Linked DNA regions of Mus musculus: regions 1, 3 and 4 are each linked to region 2. Evidence: chromatin contacts called from public Hi-C and promoter capture Hi-C data. All regions are on one chromosome and are shown on one strand. The core of a region is the stretch at or near the end of the contact, and the rest is flanking DNA. Distances in the headings are between cores, read along the strand shown. Region 1 holds the start of Mrpl16 (mitochondrial ribosomal protein L16). Region 2 holds the start of Tmem138 (transmembrane protein 138). Region 3 holds the start of Stx5a (syntaxin 5A). Region 4 holds the start of Stx3 (syntaxin 3).

Region 1 (4,893 bases), core at 699-3,198, 1.2 Mb after region 2:
ATACTACATAATACAACACTGAATTAACCTTAGTGGAAACTGTCCCTCGGCTCAGTGCTATTTTAAGTAGAGAGATAATAGTGAAGATAAGACAGGAAGGAGGAGGTTCTTCATTTCTTCATTTTTACACTCCTCCCAACCAAGATGCTTGCCTCTTATCACACCTTTGTTGACCTTCCTGGCATGGGTGGCACCTGTCGTGGAATGGATTACATCTCTTTTAAAAAGAGGGGACTTGGAGTTCTGACCACTCTCAGGTCTTTCAAAATGTGGCCTTTTGCCAGCGCAGAAGGAGGAATATCAATAAACAAGTTAAATTGTGTCCTGGGGTGGATTTGTAGAGTCTCTTAATACTTGGGAAGCAGATGTATTGCACAGGTGAATAGATTTGTAAGCAATTTCCCCAGTATATCTTATCCACAAGCATTGAAGGCTGTACTTACTGCTTGTGAAATTAATTCTTAAGAGCACACAGATTTAACATGATTTAAACACAACAGACATCAGTCTCATTTGCTAATTTCATCTGTCTCCTAAAAGCTTAGATACAAATCCTCTTGTTCTAATCACTACAAAGCTCCAGCCTCAGGAAAAATTATATGTCCAACATTTCCAAAAGGATAATTATACATTATTTCATTTCCCTTCCTTATTAAATTATGGTGTGGTCCATTCACTAGAGCAGCCAATCCCCTTAACGACCCAGCCATCCCTCCAGCTCCTTCTCTTGGATTTCTTAAAGGAAAAACTTTGAAGACAGAACATTACCCCTCTTCTGTGAAGACAAGGCTAAATCTTGAAACCAAACTGATCATTTATAGAAACAAATTAATCCTGTTAATCTATGCCAGCTTGAGATGACCACCATACCAAACCAAAACTGAAGCAATGATCAGCCTAGACCAGGACTGCTTAATTATGCATACTTTTTAGCGGACTCCCCACTCGATGCCCCAGTTTGTCCACTAGTTAAACTTAAAGGTGCCAGGTGTGGTGGTACATGCCTTTAATCCCACACTGTGTAGGCTGAGGCAGACAGATCTCTGTGAGTTCGAGGCCAGCCTATCTACATAGTGAGTTCTAGAACAGCCAGAACTACATAGAGATTTTGTCTCAAATAAATAAATAAATAAATAAATAGCTTAAAGCTCATATCAGGGCCATGAAAATGATCTTGAATGGTCATTGGAGTCCATCATTTATTATTTCAAATGAAGCTACCTTAAATTAATGGCTTTTCGAGGTTACTTTCTTTTAATTAGCATATTAAGGACAGGTGGGACTGCAGAGATGGCTCAGCGGTTAAGAGCACTGACTGCTCTTCCAGAGGTTTTGAGTTCAAATCCCAGAAACCACATGGTAGCTCACAACCATCTGTAATGAGATCTGATGCCCTCTTCTGGTGTGTCTGAGGACAGCTACAGTGTACTTATATATAATAAATAAATAAATCTTTTTTTTTTTTAATTATAAAAGTAAAAGGACAGGTGATCGAACCCAGCCGGTTGGGAATGCCCAAGCCAGTGCTTTTACCTTGAAAACTCCAGCTACAGCTCTTTTGATAGATTTGTCAAGACCAAACTCAGCAAGCGCACAGTAAATAAGCCAATGACAAATCAATAGCATCTTTCTATGTCCCTAGAGAAGAGACATAAATGTACGGAAAGTTAAGGGAACAACTTCTTACAAAACCTCGGGCTTTCGCAGCTTTCTACACCAAGGAGAAAACCCAGAGCTGTCACTAAACAGAAAAAAACTGAGAAGACCCTCGCGGAAACTTGAAACACCTCGGGCGTGGCTTGGCCTGTGGGACCTTTAACCCGCAGATAACCTGCTCCAGAACCAGGTGCTGGAAGTTTCCTCTACTTCCGTCAGGACTCTATAAAAGGTGGGACAGGATGACGTCACTTCCTGTCTTGTGTCCGCGGGCCGGCAAAGCTCTGAACTGGGAAAAGCCACTGTTGTAGTTGAGAGAAACCTGACCCGGCAGCACACGCGTGGCCATGTGGAGGCTGTTGACGCGCGTCCCCGCGCCGCTCCTGCGGATGCACTTTTCAGGTCAGAAACCTGTTTCATCTTTTAAAAAGGCATTTCCCCGATCTTCCTCCCCACATTCCAAAGTCTATGCTTACTGCGATAGGTCCTGCGCTTTCCTTACTTCTTCCACCTCCACTATGCGGAGGCCTGGGTCCTGGTCATGTGCGGGAGACGGTGCTCCGTGAGCCTAGTTGCTTCCTTGGAAGCCCATTTAGTGGAACTCGTACCCCCGTGCTTCTAGACACCTCTGTCAGGAGTGATCAGAGTGTAACAGTAATGGTTTGATTTGTCATTGTAGATTCTTGGGCAGCCCTTCCCACCAGTGCTGGTCTGAAGACGCTCCTCCCAGTTCCAACTTTTGAAAGTGAGTACCTGTCATTTCCACTTATTTTTCTCTGAGAAAAGGCATCGAAGGTGTGTTTGTGCTTCCTCCCTCCGTTGAGTGATTCAACAGATATATGTAAGGAAGGCAAACTGCAGCGAAGTCCCTCGATGTTGCAAAGCAGATAACTATTGGGCTAGTTCCCAGGCATCCTACCACTGATGTGTGGCCCATGATCTACCCAGTCAGCACTAACTGGGCATATATCAGATTTTTTTATCTTCTAAATAATAGTACAGATATGCAGACACTTAGCAATAGTAGCCAGGTGCTCTGCAGTCCTGTACATCTAACTTTTTAATGTACTAAAATCTCCAAAACTGCAAATGGCCTAGACATCTGAGGGTCTTCGGCACATAACTGTTAAACTACTGTGTGGGCTGGAGCAATGGCTCAGCAGTTAATAACACTTGTTGCTCTTGCAGAGAACCCAGGTTCAATTCTCAGAACCCACAAGATTGTTCATAACCATCTGGGACTCCAGCTTCAGGGGTTCCTACATCCTCTTCTGCACATTAATACATGCAGACAAAACACTCCTAACATTTTTGATAAATAAGGTGCTGTGTGTGCTTAGAAGTGCATACTAACTTGCAGATGTAAGAACGTATTACCAGGTCTCACAGTAGCTGCCCATAGAAGTCAGTGAAGGGAGAGTAGTTTTTGTAACTTGGAACAGCAACTTTATTATTCCATTAATGATCTGATGGCCCTTTGAGGCTTCCTGTTTTGTTTATTCTATCATGGAGCCATTCTTTCTCATATTTAATTTTTTTTTTGAGTCACAGTTGTTTTCCCCAGGATGTCATATAGAGGATAGTGACAAGAAAAATCCTACTTTGTAAGTTTACCAAGAAAAATACAACAGAAGGTTTTTTTTTTTTTCGTTTGTTTGTTTTGTTTTAATGGTATTTTTGCAATCTAGAGGAGCAGTGAGTTTTGTTTTGTTTTTGGTTTTGGTTTTTAAGAGCATGCTTCTGGCTTTGATGTTTTAACTGAAGTTCCTCTTCTTTAAAGTAGAGATTAGAATACCACTTGCCCAATTATGTTTCTTGGCCTAGCTGAAAATTATGTATGCTCCTGTTTTCAATTCTTTTTATTTTTAATTGCCTTTTATTTATTTTGTATGCATGCACTTGTGTGGGTGCGTATGTGTCAAGGCATATATCTGGAGGTCTGTGACTACTTTTGGGAGTCAGTTCTCTCCTTCTACCACGTGGGCCCTAAGGCTCCAACCCAGATGGGCAAGCAGTGCTTTTTACCGGTTGGGACATCTTGTGGGCCCCTTGTTTTCAATTTCTAATACTTCACTTTGTATTTCCCCCATTTGTCTGTTTAGTGTTGAAGCCCTAAAGAAATATAAAGGTTGCCACCACTCAGTCCAGCACTTCCTGCAGGTTCGAGGTTACACAGTGATCACATGACATCCATAAGACTGTCTCAACCCTCTGCGTACATGTTGTGGGTGTATAGCGAAGTCTTCATGTGGGACTCCTAACGGGGCTGTCTCTGACTCTTTTGACAGTTTTTGGGACCCTTTTCTTCATCTTGGGTTGCCCCATCCAGTCTTAATACGACAGAAGGTGCCTAGTCTTACTGCAACTTGATATGCCACGTTTGGTTGATATTCATGGGAGGCCTGCCCTTTTCTGAATAGAAACAGGAATGAGTAGATTGAGATGGGGGAAGAGGGGAGACTACAGTTGGGATTTTTTTTTTAAAAAAAAAAAACAATCTCAAAATACCAAAGCTGCTTTAACAGTGAATGAAGTAATAATTGAGAACAGTCCCTACAAATAGGGGCTGAACATACAGGGGGGTAATAAGTGAATTTGGCTGAGAAACATTTGTGTAAGCATTGTTATAGCTGAAAGAGTCCAGTGTCGCTAGAAACATCCAGAGGCAAATGGTAACCGCTGGAATTATTACTCATTAGGCCCTCTGCGTCGTGCACCTTCACTTATTCTTGATTGTCTTTGCTCCTGCTAGATGTCTCCATCCCTGAAAGGTCCAAGCTTAAATTTGTTGAAAGAGTCCCACTTGTGCCAAAAGTAAGAAGAGAACCTAAAAATTTGAAGGACATACGAGGGCCTTCAACTGAAGCCACTGACTTTACAGAAGGCAATTTTGCAATTTTGGTGAGTGATAAAAGAGATTAACAAAGTTTTCTTCTCTTTGAGTTGATTCTAGTCTCTTCCTCCACATTAGAACTGCCACACCTACATCCACATTCCAATTGCTCTTTAAATAGATATAGAACTAGGCTACTGGGTTCCCAAGGAAACGTGAGTTATATATTTTTCTACAGTGTAGGATTGAAAACACAGGAGTCCCATACTAGATGCTTGAGAGTTTGCACTGAATTCTGTCTATAAGCCCTGTGATAATGTAAAGGATCCAATAACCTAGTGGCCAACAAGCAGGTAGCCTATACAACAGGTATTCACTGAACAGGTAGATGGTTCAGATCCATG
Region 2 (4,343 bases), core at 178-2,677:
GCCCTGATCCTCAGGGTAAACCCTGAGAGCCTGTTCTACAGGAATTTACCCACACCTGACAAATACACAACTCTAACCAAGAATATTTAGGGTTACTACAGAGCAGTGACAGCCTGGTCACATAATAGTAGTAATGGTAGTAAATAAAACCCTTATATATTTCATGCAACACTCTAGGAACTGTTTCAATCACAGATGTTATTAAAATCTTATAATAACCTCATAAGGTAGAAAATCAATTCTTATTTCCCTCAATTCCTAGATGAGAAAACTGAGGCTCAGCAAAGGTAACTAATTAGACCAAGATTCCACAGCTGGTAGGTGGCAGAGTGGTATTCTAAGAGGCACTATACAACCAGCCTATTTCATAATTTATAGAGTGCTATCTAAGTAGGTGAGAAATATGTCCTCATAGAAATGGACAGTGTCACATACAGAAGGAGTTGAGAAGACAAAGTACTCTCCTAGAGGAACTTTATAAAGGTTATGACAGAAACACTGAGGCAGCAAGTGAGGGGAGCATATTTATAACTTTACTTGATCCCTGGACTTGAAAAGCAGCCATTTTAGTGCATATAACCCTCATTTTGCAAAGGTTCTGAGGGGTCCGGAACCCGTCCACCTTCCGCGGTGGAAAAGCCCCGTGGTTTTCTTTTCTTTTCTTTCTCTCTCTCTCTCTCTCTCTCTCTCTCTCTCTCTCTTTAAATATATGAATGTAACTTCTCTGGGCTTGAGTTTTCACACAATATCTCTCTAGGTACCAGCGCCATGATAATCTTGTTAACCAAGAGAATTTACTTTAATCCTCATAACAATCTGCAAGGTAGGAAAGAATTATCCCCTGGCTATAGGCAAGGACGCATAAATAGAGTCATTTCCTCCAGCTCGCAAATGAGTAGAGTCAAACGCACCACTTGGTAAGGCTCTACCAAGGGCATCCGTTAGGCAGAAACGCCCCTCGCTCTGGCTACGCGGTCGAGCACCCTCCAGTTTAACACGGTTTTCCTCACCAGTCCCAATCCGCTCACAGACCGAAAGGCCTCGGCAAAAGACTCATAGCAAAAGCAATAGCAACACAAAATTCTGACTTCCAGCCACTCTATGATCCCCAGCATCTACACGCACCTCAAGGAACCGACGTCGGTTGTCATGGGAACACTCGCTCGGCTTCCGGAAGCTGGCTTTAAATTCCGGAAGTAGATTGCTAATTGCCCGCCATGTTAGGGTCTTTGCTTTCTCAGGCTCTCCCTGTGACCGGTTCTTCTATCTTGCCTCGCTGAGGGCCGACCCTAGCGTGAGGTTGTTAACCCCAGCATTTCACCTGTCTCTGGACGGGGTCTGTGGTTAGAGACAAGGCTGATAGGACGCAGCGCTCCTAGGAATCGGACCGCTCAGGAACGCGCCCCTTAGCTTGCAAACCCCATTTCCCAGACGCCCCAGCTCACCCCCGGAAGTGGCCGAGCCTATAAAAATCTCACTTAGCGCCCTCTGTAGCGGATGCCGTGGTCTGCAGACTTGCTGGAAAGTCAGTTCTCCGAGGTTCAAGAGGAGCCTAGGGAGTGGCAGCTCTCGCTGACCGGCGGGTCCCAGAGACCTGCCCCCAAGGTGTCCCACTGTGTGGCTAAGGGTGGGATAGAACCCGGGCTGGGAGAGCCGGGTTATGGGTTCCAGTGGTGGTTCCGCCGCTTCCTTGCTTCGCTCTGTCTTACCTCGGCGTTCAGCCTATTTTTCCTCGTAAGAATTGGACACTTTTCCGTGCCCCTTCCATACCGCAGGTGGTGTTCGTAGAGGCTCTCACGCTTTTCAAAAGGCGTCTCATCTAAGACTTGCTAGAACCAACCTGACTAAAGGAGTCACCGTCATACCCCCCTTGCACCTGGAGTAAATCTGACTGTCCGAAGGACGAAGGACCGGTCTGTGAGCACTTGTGCTAAGGTGGACTTTATTCACACTCCTGAGTGGAATATTATTTGTCACTCACTCCTGAGTCCTGCCGTTTGGAGGGGCTGCCTTTGGAAATGAGTTCTGGGAACTGAACACAGGAACTGGGTGCCTGTACCAGGCTTGCCATTTGCCTGACCGAGTTACTCTTCTTTGGATCCCGGCGCTGCAGTACTTTTGAATTGTAAGATGCAGGTTTATAGGATTTGCACTCTAAATCTGGTCCCCAGAATTCTTAGTGTCCCTCCGTCTTTGAGGAGGAAACAACTAACTCTGCCCTTTGGTCTTTTTGTTTGTAGCTCTAACTTCTAAAAGTAACTGTGTTTGGAGTACAGCCTTTTCCTGAGAGTAATGGAAGGTTCACTTCTTAACCCAGGGACTGATTCTGTTTTAGCTCAGCCTATGAGAATCCTTTAGCCAGTGAATTGAGGAAAACATTAAATAGAGGTTCGGTACACTTCTTAAATCAAGGTAGATAAACTACACCCCATACATCTAACCCTGAGTGGCTTTTACATATTTAAACTATTGGGGCAGAGGGATCATATTGTGTGAAATGTGAAAATCATGTAAAACTTAGACATCAGTGTCTGTGGTGTTAACGAGGCACAGCCATGCTCATTTGTTGAGATACCCTTCCTGGCTACTCTTATATTACACCAGCCAAGAATGAATATAGTTGTGACAGAGGCTTCAAGCCCAAACAGCCTAAAGAGTCTGTGGACTCCCTCCTTGAGCATGGGGCTCAGCCAAGCAAGGACAGGAGACCCGGCAGTGGTGAGCATGTCTGGTGTCTTAGTACAAACTGCTCTCTCAGTGCAAGTGAGAGCGTAGTCTCAGCCTTTGCCTGCGTTCTTTTCCTTGCTTTTGCTATTTTAGGAAAAGAGAGGGCTTATTTGTGAACTGTAGACAGCAATGTAACTAACTTTCCGGCCTTCTGTCAGAAAAGTGTCCCATCTGTTCTAAGCCTGTGGCAAAGTGCTAGTCCAGGACTTGTAACTGGAGTGATGCGGGTTGGTTTGGAATGTTTTGCCTTTCCTTTTCATCAAATGTGTCTGTATGTGAATGTTATGTGTATGCAGGTTCCTGTGAAGGCCAGAAGTAGGTATTTGGTCCCTTGGAGCTGTGAGCTGATGTAGGTGCTGGGAACTCAGCTGTGGTGTGCTGCAAGACCAGTATGTACTCTCTTAACTTCTTAATGGCCAAGCCTTCCACCCCCACACCCCTGCCTTTATTTTTATTTTTTATTTTTTGGCTAGGGTCTTATTTAGCCTGGGCTTATGCTCAACTACAAACATGTAGCAGAGGTTGGCCTTGAACTTCTGATTCTTCAGCTTTTTACCTCTGGAATGCTGGGATTATAGGCGTGTACCACCACTCCCAGTTTTAAGCTTCAAGATAGAAAATATGTAGAGTTTATTACAAGGTGAAGGTGGGGCACGATCCAGAAATGAAGTAGACAGTGTTCAGAGAGAACATTGTAGAGAACTCACTCTTAAGGGCTGAGAGTGGACTATGGGCAAAGGGACCATTGTCTCCTTTTTCCTTTTGTAAAAAAATAAACTGCAGAAGCCAACGCTGTCAGGTGACTGGAAGAGTGGAGGTTGTGTTAGGCAGTGGACACTTGGTAATCCCAAACCTTTTTTGCTCTTGCATGAATCAAGGAGGCAGCTCTGAGGCTGGGTGATAAACCTCCTAGCCCTCAGCTCTTTCTCAGAGATTGCTACTAACTAGAGTCACCCACGAGAGCCCAGCATCTGCTGCAGGTTGGATGACTATCTGGCATGTCATGAGATGTAATCAAGGCTACTGAGAGGCCTGGGCAGGCATGGGGACAATGAGCTTCAGGGTTTTGTTTGTTGGGGGAGCTGGTCTCACCCGATTCAGCCTCTCAAGTAGCCAGTGGCGTGAATTCCACCTAGCCTAGCTGGCTGGAGGTCTTGTTAGCGGCTAGGATAAAATCCTATAATAGGAGCTAAAGAGATGGCTCAGTGGTTAAGAAAGTTTGCTGCTCCTTCACAGGACCTAGATTTGGTTTCCTGCACTCAAGTTGAGTGGTAAACAGCTGACTGTAACTCTTGACTCCAGAGAACTCAACAACCTTTTCTGTGGATTCCTGCGTATGCATCACTTGGCATACCTTCACACGCGCGCGCGCGCATACACACACACACACTTTCTTTCTCTCAAATACTATAATAGTAACAAGTGTGAAGTTATAATACTTGATTCTCAATAATGTCCTTGCATTTCTCCTGTGATTTTTTTTTTGTTTTGTTCTTTGTGGGTTTTTTTGGTTTTGTTTTGTTTTTTGTTTTGTTTTTTATCTTATAAACTGGATAAGGAAAAAGATCTAAGACCTTGAAGCTAAGTAGACAAGGATTTGAAACTCCTGTGGACTT
Region 3 (4,511 bases), core at 1,100-3,599, 1.8 Mb before region 2:
ATCGTAGGGAACACTCATGGGCAGCTGGCAGAAATTGATTTTCGGCAAGGTGAGTGGACCATGGGTTGCTTGAGAAGGGGAGAGGGCAAAGAGAAAGGTCACTACTGACAGGGTCACTGTGCCCTGTCAGTGTCACAGTCACTCTCTGGGTTCAAGTTCCGATTTCACTAAAAACTCTAACCTTGGACTAGTTATTTGATTCCTATGTCTTTGTTTCTTTGCCTATAAAACTGAATTGTCATTGGTAACTCCTGTTTCTAGGTTATTCTGAGGACTAAGTACTGATATGTAAGTGATTTGAACAGTAACTAACTACATATTCAGTGGCTGGTTAGCTAACACCCATGCCCTACATCCTTCTCCAGGGCGTCTACTGGGCTGTCTGAAGGGGCTTGCAGGTAGTGTTCGTGGGCTGCAGTGTCACCCTTCAAAGCCCCTATTAGCCTCATGTGGCTTGGACAGAGTCTTGAGGATACACAGGATCCGCAATCCACGTGGGCTAGAGCATAAGGTGAGCGCCCAAACCTTTGGCACTCGCCATTCTAACTTACCTTTTCTGGAACCTCTCCCCTTTCCTGTGCCCCACATCAAAAAGTTTCCGTCTCAGCTTATCTGGACTCAAAAACCCCTTTTATTTTACAGGTTTATCTCAAGTCTCAACTGAACTGCCTTCTCCTGTCAGGCCGGGATAACTGGGAGGTGAGCAACTAGTTAGGTGTGAGAATTTTGGAGCCAAAGGCATGATGGCAAGGGATTCTCTGTGGAGAGAACAGGAGGCTGCTAGAACACAGGCCGGGGCTTTCTCTTTACTGTAACTTAATTTCCTTGAGGAGTCCTCAAGCCTTTACAGGCTATTGCCAAGGGTGAAGTCCTCCAGAACACGAGGGCATTGGTTTCTAGATTTTCATCCTCTTTCCCTGACTCCTGAATGTCCTTCTTGATCATCAGGATGAGCCCCAAGAACCTCAAGAGCCCAACCAAGTACCCTCAGAAGACACAGAGACAGATGAACTTTGGGCCTCTTTGGAGGCAGCTGCCAAGCGGAAGCTCCCAGATTTGGACCAGACACAAGGTGCTCTCCAAAGAAGGAAGAAAAAGAAGCGGCCTGGATCCACCAGTCCTTGAAGCCCCTTGCTCATGTTGTTAATAAATAGCCCAACGCGCGTACTGATCCTGGACCTTTTGTGATGGGAGAAACGCCTTGTAGGTGGGAGGGGTTCCCTCACCTAGCTGCGGGAGACCTGACATCACAAAAGCTAGGCCCAGAGCTAGGCTGGCTGGGGAGGGTGACAGAGTCCTGCGCCTTTCGGGGCCATGGGCTGCTGTCAGGACAAGAACCGTTGGGCCTCGGATGAGCAAGCAAGGGATGAAGTAACAGAGGATGGCAGGGAAGGTAGGACTAGATACAAAAAACGGGTCTCAGGTCCTGGAATGGGAGCCGGAGGTGCCCCAAAGGGACTGCCCCAGAGGTGGGGCTGGAGAGAACAGAAGTGAATTAAGTGGACCCTGTGGTGCTTGTAGGCAACGAAGTGGACAACTCAGGCCGCCGTAAACAAAGATCTAACGAAAGTCTCCTGATCACCGTGCTGTGGCGCAGGCTATCCATGTTCAGCCGTCGGGAGTCCTCGCGGTCAGGCAAGCAGGACAATCAGATGCAGGAACGCAAACATGAGGGAAGCCACAAGGAACCAGAAAAAGGCTGACTACAACCCTGGTCTTAGTCCTCCCCAACACCAGAGAATAAAGTTAATATTGCGAATCTGCTGAAAACACTTAGGCCTAGGCTTCCAGCTTTAAAGGCTCTGAGACCACACACAGGCTCTTTAAGGCGCCTCTAACCCAGCAGGTCCAGATTTGTTCTCGCACTTCAGGGGCGGGGCCGCGGTGGCAGTCTAACCAATAGGAGAGCGGAGTCGAGTTTGCATGGTAGGGGTGTGTTCTTTCTGTCTCTGGGCTAAAAAAAAGGCGTGGCGCAGCAGCCACGTCACCGAGTTAGGAGTACGTCTAGGTGACGTGGCGGCTCCTGTTCTTTGGTCCGGCTTCCACTGCTTACAAGTCCTTCGAGGAGGCGGCAACGATCTGGGAAGAGTGGCGGTGGTGGTGGCGGTAGGAAACAGAAGAGGTAGGGTTTCGCTTCAGTAGGAGTCCAGCCTCTGTCGTTCGGCTCAGCTCCGGGCAGCGGCTTGACGGGGGAGGGGGGAAGGGAGCCAGGAGTAAGTCCTGCTGGCGGCTCCGCGTAAGCGAATACCTCGCTGTCCAATCAGGAAAGGTCTTGTTAAGGAAAAACTTGGCCCCATCCAATCAGTGGCTGCAGTCTTCCAACAGGCGGAACTTTGACGGAGGTGGGACTTCCTGTTTCAAATAAACACTTTTAAGAGGGTTTTTTCGCCTCCCCCTCCGCCCTCCGAAGTGTGTCCACCTCTGGAGATCGGTTGCTGTTTTCTGTGAGAGGGGGAAGGAAATCACGTATACCAAAGGCAGGATTGAGACCTGGGCTAACTGCAAAGGTCTGCCTGGAAGTTCAGGGCCGCAGGACCAGGCTGTGGCTGTTTTCTCGACTTTAGGGGCCCCGGCCGGAGCTCTGGCAGTCAGAGCCAAGTCGGAAGGAGACTCTGAGGAGGCTTCGCCTTGGGCCTGGAGGAAGCTGACCGTTCTCGCCGTGTCCAGGGTGCAGGATCTGCGGGTGGCCGTGGGCTCCAAAGTCTGTCAAATACGGGAAAGGGCCTGGGGATTTGCTAGTTGAGGGGAGCGTTTGGGGAAAGAGGCTGTCTGGAGAATGACATTCTCCTCTCCACAACAGTCTGAGGTTATGCGACTCGATGATCCCGCGGAAACGCTACGGATCTAAGAACACGGATCAGGGTGTCTACCTGGGTCTCTCAAAGACACAGGTTCTGTCCCCTGCAACTGCTATCAGTAGCAGCAGTGACAGCACTCCTTTGCCCACTCCGGTGGCCCTGGTCCCCTCCCCTCCCGACACCATGTCCTGCCGGGATCGGACCCAGGAGTTCCAGTCTGCCTGCAAGTCCCTGCAGAGCCGTCAGGTAAGAAGCTGGAGTGGAAAGGCAGGCGTGAGCCCATTTAGTTAATGCTTAGGTTTGTTTGGTAGTTGTCTAAACTTAATTTACAACTCTTAGATAGACTAATCTTATCAGTAGGAGAGGAGGAATTGTCTTCAGTAATTTCAAGAATACTTTAAGTAAGTTGCCCTAAATACCACAAAGGATGAGTCAGGATTTAAACCTACATCTAATTTTTTTCTTATCTACAAACCACTGATAAATGTAGATTGTCTGATGTCAACAGCGCTAGAGTGTTTAGTGGGTTATGTGAGGGAGCAGTGAAAAGCTGAGGTAAGTAGTGACAGGAACTAAAGTAGCAACTTTTTGATACAATTCAGAATGGAATCCAAACAAGCAAACCGGCTCTGCACGCAGCCCGACAGTGCAGTGAATTTACCCTCATGGCCAGGTGAGTTGAGAGGGGCGTTGTGGTGGGGTGATACAGTGTCTTAAGTATATCTGCCTGTGATGGTTTGGCTGAGTGGAATTGGTTGTGTTGGAGGTTATGGTAACAGCCTCTTTCCTGCCCTTTACCACAACCTTCTCACTGATGATCATTTGCAGGCGCATTGGGAAAGATCTCAGCAATACATTTGCCAAGCTGGAGAAGCTAACAATCTGTGAGTGTTTGGGAGGCCTTTCCTAGGTGGGACAGTGAAACATAGTACTAGGAGGTGAGGCTCATGGAGGTTTTGTCTTATTTTTTCTATGGTGCTGGGGATTTAAACCAGGGATGTATACCTTAAGGCAAGTGTCTCTACTACTGAACTGTCATCCTAGCTCTTTGAGCCTTGCTATTTACCCTCACCTGTCCTAATGTTTCATCTGTCTCTGCAGTGGCAAAGCGCAAGTCCCTCTTTGATGATAAAGCAGTAGAAATTGAGGAGCTAACATACATCATCAAACAGGTGAGCTGCTAGCCATCAGGAGAGCCCAGCATTCTAATTAGATTACTTCCATCATTTTCCATCGCCATGAATCCCCAGGGTAAGTATCTAGACCCATGTCCAAACACCCTGCTCCTCCATTGAGTCAGTAGACACTTAGGTCATCTAGTATTTATAAAGCACTGTTCTAGATGCTGATGAAACAACTGGGAAGCAAGAGCATTGTCTTCAAGGGCTCATTTTCCTTGAGAGTTACCCAGCATCAAAAGCCTTGGCTTAAAATGAGGTTAGGTGTCAGTATAGAAAAGATCTTACAAAATGATTAATGAAGCAGGATACTGGGAAAGATTGACCAAGGATATGAAATCTGATTTGGACTCAGCTTATGTAGAGGTAGGCTGAGGGGTCTATATGCAGAAATTCAGCCAGATAGTATATGTCTTTAATTTCAGACCTCAAGAGGCAGAGGCAGGTGATTTCTGTAGTGGTAGAGATGTTTTCGTTTTAATCCCAGGTGTAGGTATGTGGGGCTGCTTCTGTCTGTCTGTAGCACCTGATTGTG
Region 4 (4,727 bases), core at 1,599-4,098, 1.2 Mb after region 2:
GCAGGCCACCCATGCTCTGGTAGACAGCCCCATACTGATTTGCATGCAGGCATCCTTTACTGGACTCAATTGATTATGTAAAATTTTTAAAGAGAAAAGGAAAGAGAAGACATGAAGGTACAAGACTGTTAGATGTACGGGAGGTTATCTGAGGATAGAGGAGGGAGGATTTGGGTCAGTTATCAAGATACATTGTATCCGTGAATGAAATTGTCAATAAATAAGTAAGAATAATCAAGAAGAAGCAGTGGCTGAGGCAGCAGCAGCACAGAGGTGAAGTTGCAAAAGGATCCCGGCTACTAAGTGTCAGGGCCTCAATTAGAGAAGCCTTTGAACTTCAACCCCATCCTCTCTGCATCGCACTGCTCCAAAAGGACAGCGACCTCCCTGTGGTTTTAGAACACTACCATAAATATAGCACCAGCTAGCACCTCACTTGCATTAGCCCTGATTTACAGAGGCTAACCCTGCAGGGCTGAGAGGCAAAGGAACGTGTTCCGGTTCCCTAGAAAAATGCCTTGTTCTTGGAACTCAAAGCTCACTTAAGATTACTTTGTTGACAACCAACTACTGAAAAGAGCCAGGGAGTATCTTAGTCTCAAAATAGATTCCCTGACTAAGTAAAGGGAGCGGCCTCTGACTGCTGTTCAGCTCTGAACTCTTTTTGACAAGGGGCATCCCTGCCATCCAGGTTATCCCAACTACAAAAGAGCACCAAGTAAAGTTTGCCCCTCAGTTAACCAGGATGCCCTGAGGCTCAAATGTGAAAAAGCAACTTTGGGGCAGAGGCTGGCTCCCACAATAAGCAACTGTCTCTTCCTTCTCTCATTTCTCCATCTCCCAAACCTATTCTACAGCCCAGGACCCAGAGCATGCAAACAGGGTGAGGAAGATCTCATCCCTGCAAGGGAGGAGAAAGTAAAACAATTACAACACCAACATTTCTATTTCAAAACAAAAAAAGCCAAAAAAAAAAAAAACATTAAGTTATTAGCATAAGTCCTAGGCGCCATACAAAGGGCTCTCCTGCAGCTCACTTGCTTTTAGCTTGCATACCTACTCATTTTACAGATAACAAAACTTAAGCTTGGAGTTTAAAGGGTAACCAGTAAGCAGTAGGGCCAGGGCAAAGCCCCAGTGCTAATGCAGACTAATACTTCCCTACTGTAAGGAGCTCATTAATCACCTGGGAAGACTCGGTGAGACCTTCACCAGGTCTAGTCTGAGATCTGAGCTGATGCGCGCTTCTAGGCTAGCTAGGAGGCAGACTCCACTGTGAGTTTCCAGGGCTGCACTGTTATATCCCATTAAGTGGCAGCCTGTATCACCGGGTGGGTTCCTAAAGTTTCACACTCGCCCTGCTCCATAGAATGTGCTCAGTAACTTACTAAATGAATCTATACCTCCAAAAATTGATGCTTCAGCACTTCCCTATATCAATCCCATTATGTCATTCAACCTTCATAACAGACCTATAAGGAAGGAAGATTCTCCCTTGACCGACAAGGAAATAGGCTCAAAAGAGTAAGTGACCTAAGCTTTTCAGCTTTTGTGCGGCAGACGACCACAGCTGTCTCCGGGGGTACAAGACAAAATAATTACAGACCACTGAATGGGAAGAGGGGTGCCATCTCAGCACCTAACAGGCTCACCGCTCCGGAAGTCACCCGGAACTCTCAACTACTCCGGGGATGGAGTAGCCCTGCCCGGTGCTCCGGGAGGGAAATAGAAAGGAGAGGAGGCCGGTTTGGGGCACAGTGCCAGGCGGCAGAAGACAGCTGGTGAGGTGAGCCCCCTGACTTCTCCATTAGCCCCGCTGATTTCAAGTCCCCGAGTGGGTCCAGCTCTGGAGGAACCCTGTCCAGCTTTGGGGGAGAAGGGGTAAGAGGGTTACGGGCGTCCAGGGAAATCGCAGCTAGGTGATGAATCACCGAGCACATGACCCTGCAGGGGAGGGGAGGGTGCAAAGCTCCGCGGGATGAGGCGGGGGCTTGGGCGGAGGGAGGCCTAGCGCGCAGAGCACCCCTGCGGCCTGGGTTAGGGGAACTAGGAGAAGCCCCTCTCCCACGCCACTTATCCTGATGACCGATCCCCGCAGCCCGGGGCCCGCCTGATCCCCCAAGCGCCGCGGACTCACGGCCTTCAGCTGCTCCAGCCGGTCCTTCATCCTGGCCCAGGTGAGGGCGGCGGGCGCCTTGTCTCAGGTGAGCGCGTCCCAAGTGAGCGGCCTGGAGCGGCGGCGGCTGCCGGCCGGGGCGAGAGAGCTGCTAGAGCGGGCGGAGGCGGGCGGCGGCCGCTCTCGAGGAGGAGCGTCCGAGGCCACCGAGGTCCGCCGCGCCGCCCCCTCCGGCCCCCGCCGGCGCCGCGCTCCAAATCCGGCTACGAGACCGCGCCGGCTCAGGGCTCGCCCGCCCCTGGGCCCGCCCCATACCTGGGCCGCTCCCCGAGCTCCTGCTTAAAGGGCCAGCGCGCTCCAGCGCCGGAAGCATTCCGGGCACACCTTCCCATGCCCCTCGAAAGGCAGAAACAAAAAAAAAAAAAAAAAAAGGCGGGGGTGGTCTGTCTGGCTTCGATTCCGTATTTTCCGCACTGTTCTTATTGTTCGGCCCTCTGCGGACTCCTCAGGTTGAAGACAAGCTGGTTCCTGCTCCCTTTGATGAGGGAAAACGTTCCGATGATGCTCAAGAGATATTCCGCCTTAAAGAAGGGACCTGTTGGGTATAAAATCTGTGCGGTTCGGGCTCAGAGACTTGTTCCCGTAGGGCGTAACTGCAGATGAGATGCCCTGGATCGGGCTGCGGCGAGGAATTTGGGGATTATGATGCTAGTGGTTGTGGGGCCTCTCGAAGTCGTGTAGGCGGTCCAGTCACCTTTTACTAACAATTTGAATAACTTGAGGGAATCTAGGAGAGTCCGTTTCCATAGCTATATAAATCAGAGGCTGCTTAGCAATTTTCTGCTTAGCCTGTACGAGAAAAGAAGCAACTGACTTTTAACTACCGGGCAGAGTTGTAGGATAAAGACGTTTGTTTGATTTGGAAAACTTAAGCCCACCTCTCTCCTCCTTGCTGTCAAGAGCCCTGGGATTTGAAGAATTTTTAGAAAAGTGTGGTTCTTCTCACTGCCCTTCCTCTTCAACGGTGCCCCTATTCCCTTCCCCTCCGTATTTGATTTGGGGATAACAAATGGCGTATCGACCAGAGTAGTGGTCAACAATTGGCGCTAGTGAAGACTTGGTCTCAAGTTCGAGAAGTATCCTCGACTTTGTGTTCAATCTTAAAGGCCATAGATACTTTCTAATTATAACCGGACTTTACCCTCTGCGATGTGCACGCTCCTACTGACTTCCTCCGCTGCCATAAAGGTAGTCAAGTAAGGCAGGGCTTGAGCTGTTAGAGCCAACTATGCGGTAATCAACTCTAATCCTCTATCTGACCTCCGGCTCCTGTCCTGACGCTGGCCCAGCGAGGACTGCGAAAGTTTCCACGCCCCCTGGTGGTCGTAACCCTACAGCTAGGGCTTGAACACCCCCACCCCAGCCCAGCAAACACTTGGAAAACCTTCCGCCACCGAGCTCATTCTCTAGCATCAGCCCTTAGGTTTTCTCCTTTCAGACAGAATCTCCCTGAATTGCCCAGGCAAGCTTTGAACTTGCCATTCTCCTGTTTCAACCTCTCCAGTAAGAGGGGTTACAGTGAAAAACTCTCGAAGTGTGGACGTCTGAAATCTGGACAGAAGTGAGGAAGGAGGATGGATTCATTTTGAAGCAAGAACAAAGGATTCCAGTTAAGACGCGATTGATTTTAGGCTGCAAAAAACGGCCCTGCAGTAAAGAACACTGACTGGAGGACCTGGGTTCAATTCCCAGCATCCACATGGTGACACACAGTTCCAGGGGATGCAACGCCCTCTTCTGGGCTCTGCAGAGGTTACACACATGTGGTATACAGACATAATGCAGGCAAAAACATTCATACAAGTAAAAAAAAAATTTTTTTAAGTCCCAGCAAATTATTTTAAAGGATATAATTGATTTCAACAGGGAAAAAATTGTGACTCTCATGCAAATATAAAATGAATATATTTTAATGTTTTAGCTTATTAGTGAAGCAACCAGTAAGAGGTTAAACTCATTCAGATCCACAGACAAACAGCAGGAAGGCTGGCATGAATAGGTTACTTGATGCAAAACTAGCTCTGGGGATGGGAGAAGAAACCGTGCTTCTCCTGTACACTAAGTCCTTATAATCTCCATGAATAGAAGCACTCTGCTTACTACCGATATCTAATTTACATAGCTGGACAATAGCTGTGATACAATGAAAGTCACAGACTATTATAGAATCAGAAAGGTGCATTAGATAAGGCCACCATAGGATACATAGCATGGAACAGCTTTTTGTTAGTGGTCACTGGTCATTTTAATTTGCTCAGTTTTTCTGTATACTCCCAAGGTAGTACCTTCCATGACTGAATGGTACCAGCTCTGTTAAAAAGTTATTATACAGAACAAGTTTTCTTCCCTATTACTTCTTGCCTTAATCCAGACACTTAAAAAAAAAAAAAAAAACATAAGTCAGAGCTTAAGAGATAGCTCAGTCAGTAAAGTGCTTCCTCCACAAATATGAGGACCGGAGTTCAATTCCCAGAACTTATAATAATAATAATAATAATAATAATGATAATAATAATAATAATCAAACACAGTGGCACATACTGGTAATTCC

Evidence for each region. Hi-C and Micro-C count contacts between places; a contact is called where the count stands out from the background. Capture Hi-C pulls out chosen DNA fragments and counts their contacts.
Region 1: a contact with region 2 is called in a promoter capture Hi-C map of liver, with 3 times the contacts expected there. A contact is called at or near these places in 1 of 39 promoter capture datasets (pre-B cells) and 2 of 9 other capture datasets (adipose tissue and liver).
Region 3: a Hi-C map of B cells shows a contact between it and region 2, with 6 read pairs. A contact is called at or near these places in 1 of 39 promoter capture datasets (cranial neural crest), 1 of 484 Hi-C or Micro-C datasets (B cells) and 3 of 9 other capture datasets (adipose tissue, liver and pancreatic islet).
Region 4: a contact with region 2 is called in a promoter capture Hi-C map of adipose tissue. A contact is called at or near these places in 1 of 39 promoter capture datasets (cranial neural crest) and 2 of 9 other capture datasets (adipose tissue and pancreatic islet).

What each region holds. Positions count from the first base shown.
Region 1 is chr19:11,768,467-11,773,359 of GRCm38.p6, forward strand. Mrpl16 (mitochondrial ribosomal protein L16) reads left to right here and starts at 1,949. Exons shown (of 4, transcript NM_025606.3): 1 at 1,949-2,058; 2 at 2,336-2,401; 3 at 4,409-4,557. The coding sequence starts at 2,004.
Region 2 is chr19:10,575,959-10,580,301 of GRCm38.p6, forward strand. Tmem138 (transmembrane protein 138) reads right to left here and starts at 1,428. Exons shown (of 5, transcript NM_028411.4): 1 at 1,126-1,428. Cyb561a3 (cytochrome b561 family, member A3) reads left to right here and starts at 1,199. Exons shown (of 8, transcript NM_201351.2): 1 at 1,199-2,125; 2 at 3,024-3,116.
Region 3 is chr19:8,739,454-8,743,964 of GRCm38.p6, forward strand. Stx5a (syntaxin 5A) reads left to right here and starts at 2,350. Exons shown (of 10, transcript NM_019829.4): 1 at 2,350-3,044; 2 at 3,401-3,471; 3 at 3,627-3,682; 4 at 3,900-3,970. The coding sequence starts at 2,820. It overlaps Wdr74 (WD repeat domain 74), which reads left to right. Exons shown (of 11, transcript NM_134139.1): 8 at 1-49; 9 at 366-511; 10 at 643-699; 11 at 949-1,171. The coding sequence ends at 1,125. 1700092M07Rik (RIKEN cDNA 1700092M07 gene) reads left to right here and starts at 1,265. Exons shown (of 2, transcript NM_001177347.1): 1 at 1,265-1,393; 2 at 1,522-1,772. The coding sequence starts at 1,315. The coding sequence ends at 1,703. Mir6992 (microRNA 6992) reads left to right here and starts at 3,518; the gene lies at 3,518-3,626.
Region 4 is chr19:11,816,555-11,821,281 of GRCm38.p6, forward strand. Stx3 (syntaxin 3) reads right to left here and starts at 2,849. Exons shown (of 11, transcript NM_152220.2): 1 at 2,138-2,849. The coding sequence starts at 2,167. Gm41810 (a long non-coding RNA gene) reads left to right here. Exons shown (of 2, transcript XR_003952942.1): 1 at 1-1,786; 2 at 2,099-4,727.